2 separate regions of the Gasterosteus aculeatus genome follow, and region 1 is linked to region 2. A link is a contact called in public Hi-C data. All regions are on one chromosome and are shown on one strand. Each heading gives the region's core, a stretch centred on a gene start, on an enhancer-like site or on the middle of the called end of the contact. The rest is flanking DNA. Distances are from core to core; before and after follow the strand shown. Region 1 has its middle 48 kb from the start of LOC144386378. Region 2 overlaps fbxl17 (F-box and leucine-rich repeat protein 17).

What was found. A called contact is a pair of places that touch in the nucleus more often than the background predicts.
Region 1: a contact with region 2 is called in a Hi-C map of tail fin, with 3 times the contacts expected there. The contact joins two enhancer-like sites. A contact is called at or near these places in 4 of 6 Hi-C or Micro-C datasets (skeletal muscle, tail fin and whole body).

The regions. Positions count from the first base shown.
Region 1 is chr13:7,275,542-7,279,933 of fGasAcu3.hap1.1, forward strand. No RefSeq gene overlaps it. Among protein-coding and RNA genes, the nearest start is that of LOC144386378, 48 kb to the right of the region's middle. Within about 2 kb of position 3,115, at least 1 of the 9 cell types and tissues checked has open chromatin away from gene starts, as enhancers often do.
Region 2 is chr13:6,904,276-6,908,747 of fGasAcu3.hap1.1, forward strand. The region is part of intron 6 of fbxl17 (F-box and leucine-rich repeat protein 17); the gene reads left to right. Among protein-coding and RNA genes, the nearest start is that of fbxl17, 15 kb to the left of the region's middle. Within about 2 kb of position 1,631, at least 1 of the 9 cell types and tissues checked has open chromatin away from gene starts, as enhancers often do.

The DNA of each region.
Region 1 (4,392 bases), core at 1,865-4,364, 370 kb after region 2:
CCTTGGAGTCGTCTATCTCGTCCCCTCCCTCCCTCCTCCACCTCCTCAGCTTCTCCTCCTTTCCGTCCCTCCATCCATATTACCATGGTCCGCTGCTCCCAATCTCCTGTGGGGATTAGCAGGCTAAACACAGGCGGAGGCTCAGTAGCATATGGGAGACGGTTCCTCCTAGGATCGTAAATTCGTCCATGATTGAGGGGGAGGTAACGCCGGGCCCCTACTGGGCAAGCAGAGTTCCGGGGAGCCCCGCCAGGAGAAATGACCTCGGACTGACATTAAAGCGACCTTGAGTGGGACTTAGTGTGTCAGCGCTCTTGCTGGAGCATGATGATAAGGCTCCAGATTAACAGTTGAGACTGCGGGGGAGAGATGACACCATCTTCCAACGATCCAGGAGATTAAGGAGGAGGAGACGCAAGTTGCGCCGGTGCTCATGGGCACATTCGCATGCGTGATAGAAATGAAGAGGTTTGGTCAGCAGCATCTTTTTTCATGAGATACACTCAGGGTTGAGGTGACGTTGTCACGGGTAGTCCGTTCAGTTTAGTTGGAGAATTAGGATTTAGAGAACGATGGTTTAATCTGCCTAATGCAAAAAAAAACATTAAAGCCTTTCCTTAACACTGATTTAGCTTCATGTGGAAGATCATTCAGGATGATGGTGTGACTCTGTAGGGTTATTAAATGCGGGATGTATTCCAGGATTTTAGTTTTATAGTAAAATACATTTTTTCTTCTGTAATGTAGTTACACTGACGCTTGGATATGAAGTTTAGTCTGAAGATCTATAGACTCTATCGGACCTCAAATATCAAAATACATATGAAAGTCAAATTCTCCCATCAAAACAATTACATAAATGAATCATAGTTATATTAAGCTCAAAACAACTTTTCCTTTAATTATTTTTCAGTTTAAACATATTATTTTACATTGTGAAAACTATTGATCTGGATTTGACTACATACATAATTAATTAATTATTTAACTTTTAATTTACTTAATTGTCTGTAGCCATCTCATTACATGGCATGTAAATAAAAGTGTAATTCCACGTTACGTTAAAGAATTATTAAGTTAAAGAAGAGCATCGTGGTAGTGCTGAAAAAAGGGCTCTTAAACTAAATAAAATGTGTCCGGAAACAACGTAACCTGAAGTCACAACTGTAACTATGTATCTTGAAATGGGAAAAGCGTTCTTATTGCAAACAAAATGATTTACAGATTGTTGTTGGTGAGAGCTGAGACCCCTTTTCATTTCTAATGGTCGGGGGCCCAGACCCTTGGATGTTAAACCACTGACGAATGAGCCCATGGTATCTGACTTCATTCAAGATATGATCTCCAGCCTCCAAAGTGAAGTGACACCGTGCGAACGAAAAACTCTTTTCTCATCCATCTTTTGCCAAATTGGCCGCATCTCCTTGCCGGTGTCTACGCAGCAGCCCGCTATCGGTCCGGCACCGACTGAGGGAAATGGACCAGACTAGTCGGACTTCTGCTCTGTCAACAGAACAAAAACATAATGCTTCATGTTCTGTATAAGAATGAGACCAGCAGACTGTTAAAGGAAGCTGCCTTAATCAATAGTATGATTACTCTTAAGGAAAATATCAAGTCATGCGTGGCAATGTTTGGACTCCGCTGTATTATAATCAGTGAAAAGGGGACTCTGTGTCCTCTGGCTGAGGGAATAACTATAGAGGAAGTAAAGAGAAGGATAAAGCAGACATGATGTTTATATTGAGGCTGTGGATTAAAAGCCACAGGCACATTCTCTAATCCCATATAACATTTTTCTAGTTTCAGCCCACCCACCAAGTTTATTATAATCGGAACATCAAGCTTCCAATATCGCGTTTCTGTCTATTCCCCCTTTGTCCCACTCATCAGTCTCTCTCTGGTGTGTTTCCCCGATCGATGAAACTCTCCGCGTTGCAGCCGTGGCCTGAATGAAGCTACTGTCTCCACGCGGACCTGCTGACCAGATGCTATTAGCTTTTAATCGAGATGAGACCGGCTCTTGATGGAAGTGACCCGATAGGTACAGTGTGGGGCCTCGGCTGCAAGCTGTCGGCAGCACCTGTGCACACGATATAGGATGTGAGGTCGTTCTTGAAGCGGCGGTTAGCAAACACGTGGGGGGAATGAGAATGTGTCAGGGGGGGACGTGACACAATAAGTTGCTTTCAAAGTATTGCAAGGAATTTGTGCAGCATCGGAGTCTTGGTGCATCAACAAATTGTATCGCTAACTATCCTGCTGCACGGAAACAAAGATGTAAAGCCTCTTTTACATCTGATCGAAAGTAAAAGAGGCTTGTTGGAACGTAATTCTACATTCAGATCTCTTCTCAAACTGCGCAATCTATTTGTTTTATTTTGCTTATAAGGAAGGATACTTGGCAGCAGATGACGTTTCCCATTGAAGACAGTTTCTCTTCTCACTGTATTTGTCTGTGTGTTGCTGCAGCTGAGGTGAGAACTTGCCCACTGGAGCTCTCATCATTCACATACTAGCTGTGGCAGGACTGGCAAGCAGCAGAAGCTCCTTCAAGAGTACTCAACGACAAAACATTTTTATACTGTCATTTCCTCCGCGAATACAAAAGAGCTCCTCTTCACCTGTCAACATGATTATTCACTCCAAGGTTTTCCCGTTGAATGCGGACTGGTGGTCTTGCTTTCCCACATGGAGCTGTGGGAAGTCTTGAGATTTGGGACAAAGGAGGCCTACAACTCTGCCTGGATTACCTCATGCCTTTGGTCCCTGAAGTGGCCCGTCCGTCTCTCTGGCCCCTCTTCAGGAACAAGTAAGGAAGGTACGTAGAAAGCACATGCAAAAGAGAGGAAGAGCAGTGTGGGCAAGAGCATAAAAGCCGCTGGTAGGGAAACGGACTGTGTAAGCTAAAAAGGGGGAGAGCAAGAAAGGGGGTGGAAGACAGAAAAGGAGGGGTCAGATGTTTAGTATTCATCCATGTTTGTATGATTGGGCCAAGTAGGGCAATTAGTCCAGATGGAGAATAGAGATTGGGTCTGAGCACAGGACTACTGATTCCCACAAGAGTTTCCTCTGGGACGCAGTTCACCTGGTCCCAACCTCCAGTCCAGTCCTCGGGGGCAGCTGACCTCACACAGCACTCAGCATGGCAAACGCAGACACATTAATGACCAGGCTCCCACCTACTGCTCGCACATATAAGCCTCTGGCCACTGACCCGTGGCGCTGTTTACCAGAGTGAGTCACCTGAGGACGTTCTGCAATATGGCTTTTTCATTGCTTTCATCGTCGCATCGTGCAGCACATTACAATCGTTCTAAATGGTGGCTGGAAAATGTTCTCCGAGGACACTTTCAGATACCTTTTGCTGCATTAAAGATGCAAATGCAACAATTGCTTGAAAAAAAAAAAGCAGTGCGTTGGAATAAGAATGAGTTTGAATGAGCCCCGAACATTAACTGCATGGAACGTTATAGACTGCTATAAGAGCCGTAAGGCACTACAATTCACTGTTTGATCTGGGTCCAGATTCAGCCACCGAAACAGACCATCTTTTAGTCCCAGAAACCCTGCACAGCCTTGATTAACTGTTCCTGGAGCAGGTTGACAGCTGGCGTCTTCTTTTACACATTTTGCCTGGATTTACTTAGTCTCAGCATAGCTTTTGTACTCAAGTTGAATACATGACAGTTAACGGAAATCCCTGATTAAATTTACATCTCACTTGAGCAAGAATCTGGACCTTCTGAAATCTGGAGAGTCCAAGTGAAAAAAATAAGATTGTTTGGAGTCAGATATGAAATCTTTGTGGTTAAAATGCAAGCTGCGAGGCATCTTCCGCCTCACTATCTCAGAGTGTAGCTGCCTCGGGGCATCGAGTGTTTCAAATCATAAATGAATTGCAAACAACCGCTAATATCTCACCAGACTGGGCGTCATTGATTTTAACCTGAGCGCATGGGGAAAAAAAAGAGAATCGCTTTGCAAGCCTGAGTCCGAAGGTGAGTAACTTCACCTCACGGTGTAAAATAATTGTTCCGTTCTTTGATATAATTGTAGGTGCCTTAAGGACCGACCGACTGTGACTAATGGCTGCATGGATGGCTTCTGGGCAACAGGTGTATTTTTACATGTTGATATTACTCCATCTGACTGCTCCCTCCACCCCGGGTGTCTATTCACTGGTGCAGGACACTGACTACAAAGAACAAACGGAGATGTGTACAACAACTCCACGAGATAATACTTGCCGTTGCTGTAATGATGACCTGACATTGTTACAGAGCACATTCAATTTCAGCTTATACAGCTACCAAGAGCGCCTCAGGCATTTAGAGCTTTGCCTGAAGACTATCCTTGATTATCATTTTTGCAAGCTTGTACCTTGTAGTC
Region 2 (4,472 bases), core at 381-2,880:
CTTTACCTACCTGAACTGTATTGATGGAAAGGGTAATCTGTGTCTGTGCAGACGCACCTAATGATATTCAGGAAACTGCTCTCCTTTTAAACTTTACCTTCCTGCATTGATCTCTTTCTCTCCCTGTACGAGTGGTCGTTCCGCTGTCTGCTGGAGCCGTGCCAGAGTAGTGTGCGATTGCACCTACATATTTATATTCATACGCTTTCCAACGTGGCCCTCTGCTATGCTGCGTACCCCAGGAATGTGTCGGGGGACGTCCATGTTGACCCGCCCGGACTCTGGAGGATCCCCTGTGAGGCACCAGGTCAGGGAAAACCACCCTTCCTCCTCCTGCAGCGTCGCATCAAGGGAAGATGATTTTGTCTATTTCTTCCCCTCCTTATTTAAGATTCTGGCAGCTTTGCGTGGAAGAAAGGACAGACTTGTGCATTCGGTGAATCTGTTTAGTTAAAAAGAAAGAGGGGAAAAAGGGCAACAGAACACGGCAGAGAGAGGGAGGGAGGAAGGATGACATTTAGATGGTATTTCTATTAAAAAAAATACATGAATGCTGTGAGATTCTTTTTAAATGATTTTGCATTCATCAAAATCAGCTTTTAGTCAATGCGGTTGACTTGGATGGATGATCTTAAAAAAGGCCGGATGTATGCTCTGGATTTTTCCTTTGCCTAATCGATCGTCGCTACAGACACCTGACTGGCTCATTTGAAAAGCATGAAAAGTAAGTTTGCTGTGCATCATTGCCTTCGTGCAGGTCTACTGGCCTGGTTAGCCGGTGTACGGCCTCGCTGTTACACGCGGGGGTTCCACGCGGTTCTCTGTGCTCGCCAGACAGGAGCTTTACTGGCAAATATATCAACGTGTGCAGAGGGATCACGCTGTCCTCCCTTGATCCCGCCAGATCCTCGACCCTTCACTTGATTTGCTGAGTCTATAGAGCCGCGTTCATGCCACATGGCCGGGGGGGCGATAAGATGGGTAGCAATTGGAGTCCTTTGGGACAGTTTTGTGTCTACAAACAATCCAAAACCATCTTATAAAAACACCTATTGGCGGGTCGGAAATCTGTTCACTCGGTGATTGCTGCGGTTAGGGCACGAGGGCCGCACCTCTATCACGACACTTTGCTGTGATAATCGGTGAATTGAATCAGTGAATTTGGACCCAAAACCCGTAGGACAGGTGACGCCTAGGATGACAAACTAAATGGAGCCTTATTTGAAGGATCATTGAGAGTCACGGTACGATTGTGTTCCTGTGCTGAGGCTCCTCTTCTACTTCGTCAGCTGGTGGTATATGAGAGGATCGGGGTGGGGGAGGTCTGCTGACAGGGGGGAATTATACAGTTCTCCGCTGCTATATGGGAATCCGCAGCACCAGGTAGCCAGTCAATGCTGTGTGTGTGTGTGTGTGTGTGTGTGTGTGTGTGTGTGTGTGTGTGTGTGTGTGTGTGTGTGTGTGAGCGGATGCAAACTCATCCTGCCTCTCCCCCTCCCAGCATCGCTTCTCTGTCTTTCTCCCTGTAATAAAGAAGAGTATTTATTTCCCCCTCTCTGGTCTCTTAAAGGGAGTCGGGGACTGAGCTGATATTAGACGTGTGTGTGTGTGTTTTGTAGGGGTGTGTGTGTGTGTCTTACTCTCACGTCTGCTCGTCCCAAACGTACTGTTGCGTCTTCTTGCGTGCTAACACATAGAGATTGAAAGTTGCTGATTCCGAGCCGCCGGGACCCGAGGGCCGGGCGAGGGGGGTCGGGGGCCTCTGGCGGGGGCTGATTGAGCTGTGCTGAGCCGAGGTAGAAAAGTTACAGTAGCTTGCTTCTACCTGACGGTGCCGATGGAGCTTTATCAGCATTGCAGATCCGCTCCGGCAGAAGTCTTGTGCGGGCGAGCAAAACCCTTGTGAGACTCTGGCCCACGTGGGGGCCTCAGGCCAACGAGCCGTCTAGTTTGTCTCACCGAGCCTCGGGCTCTTTGGGGAGGGGGGGCAGTTTACCCGTTTCTCTAGTGTGAGAATATGTAAGATCCATTTAATTGCCGATCATTTGGACACAATCACTCGCTTACTGTACGAGCCTCTCTTGTTACCTCTTGGTGCAGCTGTACGTTGTTATTCGACAGCAACTGCATGTGTCCTTTTGAATCCCTCATGCAAGCTAATTAGGATAATGGTAACCATCGATGTCATGTTGGATTGTTCACAAATGTTGGTTGGCTCCCCTTAAGCGGGACCAGTGTTGTCTCTTGACGTGCAGTGGCGTGCTGGTGAATCAGCTCTTTGCGGCGGTGGGACCGAGCCTGACAGTCGGCACAGCGTAGATGATTTATGAGCGGCCAGGAGAGTCAGAGATGGATGAGGAGAAGTAACTTTGATCAAAGTTTTCCCTCTAACAACACAAGAGCGCTCGCTCTTGGTCCCCGTCGATGTCTGGCGGTGCCCCCCCCCCCCCCTCCGGGGGCAGAGGGGAGGGGCTTTGCTGTCCAGGGGGCAGCAGCCGAGTGCAAACGGTGCACGGAGGAGACGCCTTTGTCGCTAGTCTGTGTGTCGCGAGTGGGGGGGGATCTGTATGCAGCCAATGCGTTGACAAGCCAACGGGCCAGGTGGATTGTGGGACGTGTAAACCCGCGACTGCACAATCTAAAATTGTGTTTTATGTTTCTTTCTACTCACACAAATAATTGATAATCTGTTCTGTTAACAAATAAAGGAGTTTGTTGTCTGTGGCTAAAATAAAATAAAGACTAGGTCCTGTAGGGTTGATTTGTATGCACAGCCTGAAGTAGAAGTAGGCCTCACGTGGATATTTATGTTTTAATTCCAAGCCTGCTTCTGCCGCCGGCCAATTATTATTAAGAACCAGAGAGAATTTCTTTTTTCAGACAAGATCGGTATTTATGTCCAAGCTTTGACTTGTGACAAAAATGACCAAAGAACACCACTTACACGTGGAGGAAGGGGGTTTCCTTTTAACCGAAGGGTTTAAAGCGATGTGTCACATCCCTGATTGGAGTCCAGCCGAGCTCCTGCGTCGCACATCCTCCGTCCTTCTCTCAGTGCTCCCATCTCCTGTCGTGATGAAGAACGGGTGGCGCGAGAGGCCACTGCCATACAAACACCACCCTGTAATTGGACACGTGCACAGACACGGACAGGTCGGCTTGTGCTGCAGCCTCTTTCCGGGCTTAGATGTTCGGTCTCCCAGGCTCCCGTGGCTCTCCGGCACAGCGGGTCTCCGCTCATCTGCTGCCTTTTGAGCAGGTTGAACCCTAATCCCGTCCCAGTCGCCCCCCCCCCCCCGCAGAGGGGTTTACCTGGCTCCTCTCGCAGGGACCAATCAAGCACAGATACCTGGCACAGAGTTCCTGTGTTGAGATTCTTCAGACGATACGCAGGAAGTGGTCGCAGTCCAAGAGACGACGCTCCTTGGCTTGTGGACTTCCGCGTCGAAGTTCAGAGTGTGAGGCACTTCGGCGTGGGATTTACTTTTCAGACCTGGAGGTCACAGTCGAATTGAGAAGAAGACCTCCGACATGGATGAAAAAGAAACCCAGTTTTTGCAGATGGGTCTAGTCTGGTTTACATTCGTCATTGTCTCAGCCCTGCTTTTGGCTGGCCTTCTGTAGTATCGGATATCAAAGACATGTTTGTCTCACCAGCCGTTTGCCATTGTTTTTCACATTTGGTGCTCTTCATGTCCTGTGTGATGTCAGTCGGCCATTTGTCTTCCATTAATGTGGCAACAGTGTTGCAAAAGACATCGCTCACCTTGAAAACTGGATTCATCTCCATCCCGAGAGTTTTGGGATGTTGAAGGTTTGAGAGTTTTTACAACATATTTGTGTGCTGCCGCAATATCCACTCCCCATACTTCAACGGTTGTAAAAACTGCGGACAAATGTTCTTGTTACCTTTTTCGAGATGCTTCATTGTTTCCATCTCTCCCTTCCTTCTCTCTGTCCCTCCCTCCTCTTCTATCGCAGACTTACTGCTAAGCCCAGTGTGTCTGAGCCCTGTGGGAGCCTGTGTACTTGATTTGGTTCCCAACAATCTCTCTCTCATTCGTGTGTGTGTGTGTGTGTGTGTGTGTGTGTGTGTGTGTGTGTGTGTGTGTATATATGAGGTATATACATATATGAGGTATATAACATCTCCCACCTCCCCTCTGCATAAGACCCAGCCTGACCTACAGGCACATACTCACCCATGTCTCCCAACGTCTCCCCCAACCCCTCCCGGGGTCTTCTCTCAGCAAGCACTCTTATCCACCATCCAGCCACCTCTGTTGTCTGGACCTGAAGCACAAGCAGGTCCCTTTTTGTTCTGACGGATAAAAGGAAGAAAGCAGGGTGAGGGAGGAGGATTAATTTGAGCAAAGCCCAGAAGACGCATCTGCTTGTTGTGTTCGTGTCTTTTCCTCCCCACCCGTGGTTTCCCCTGCTTTCGCTCCATTATCTCTGGTGAGAGGAGAGGA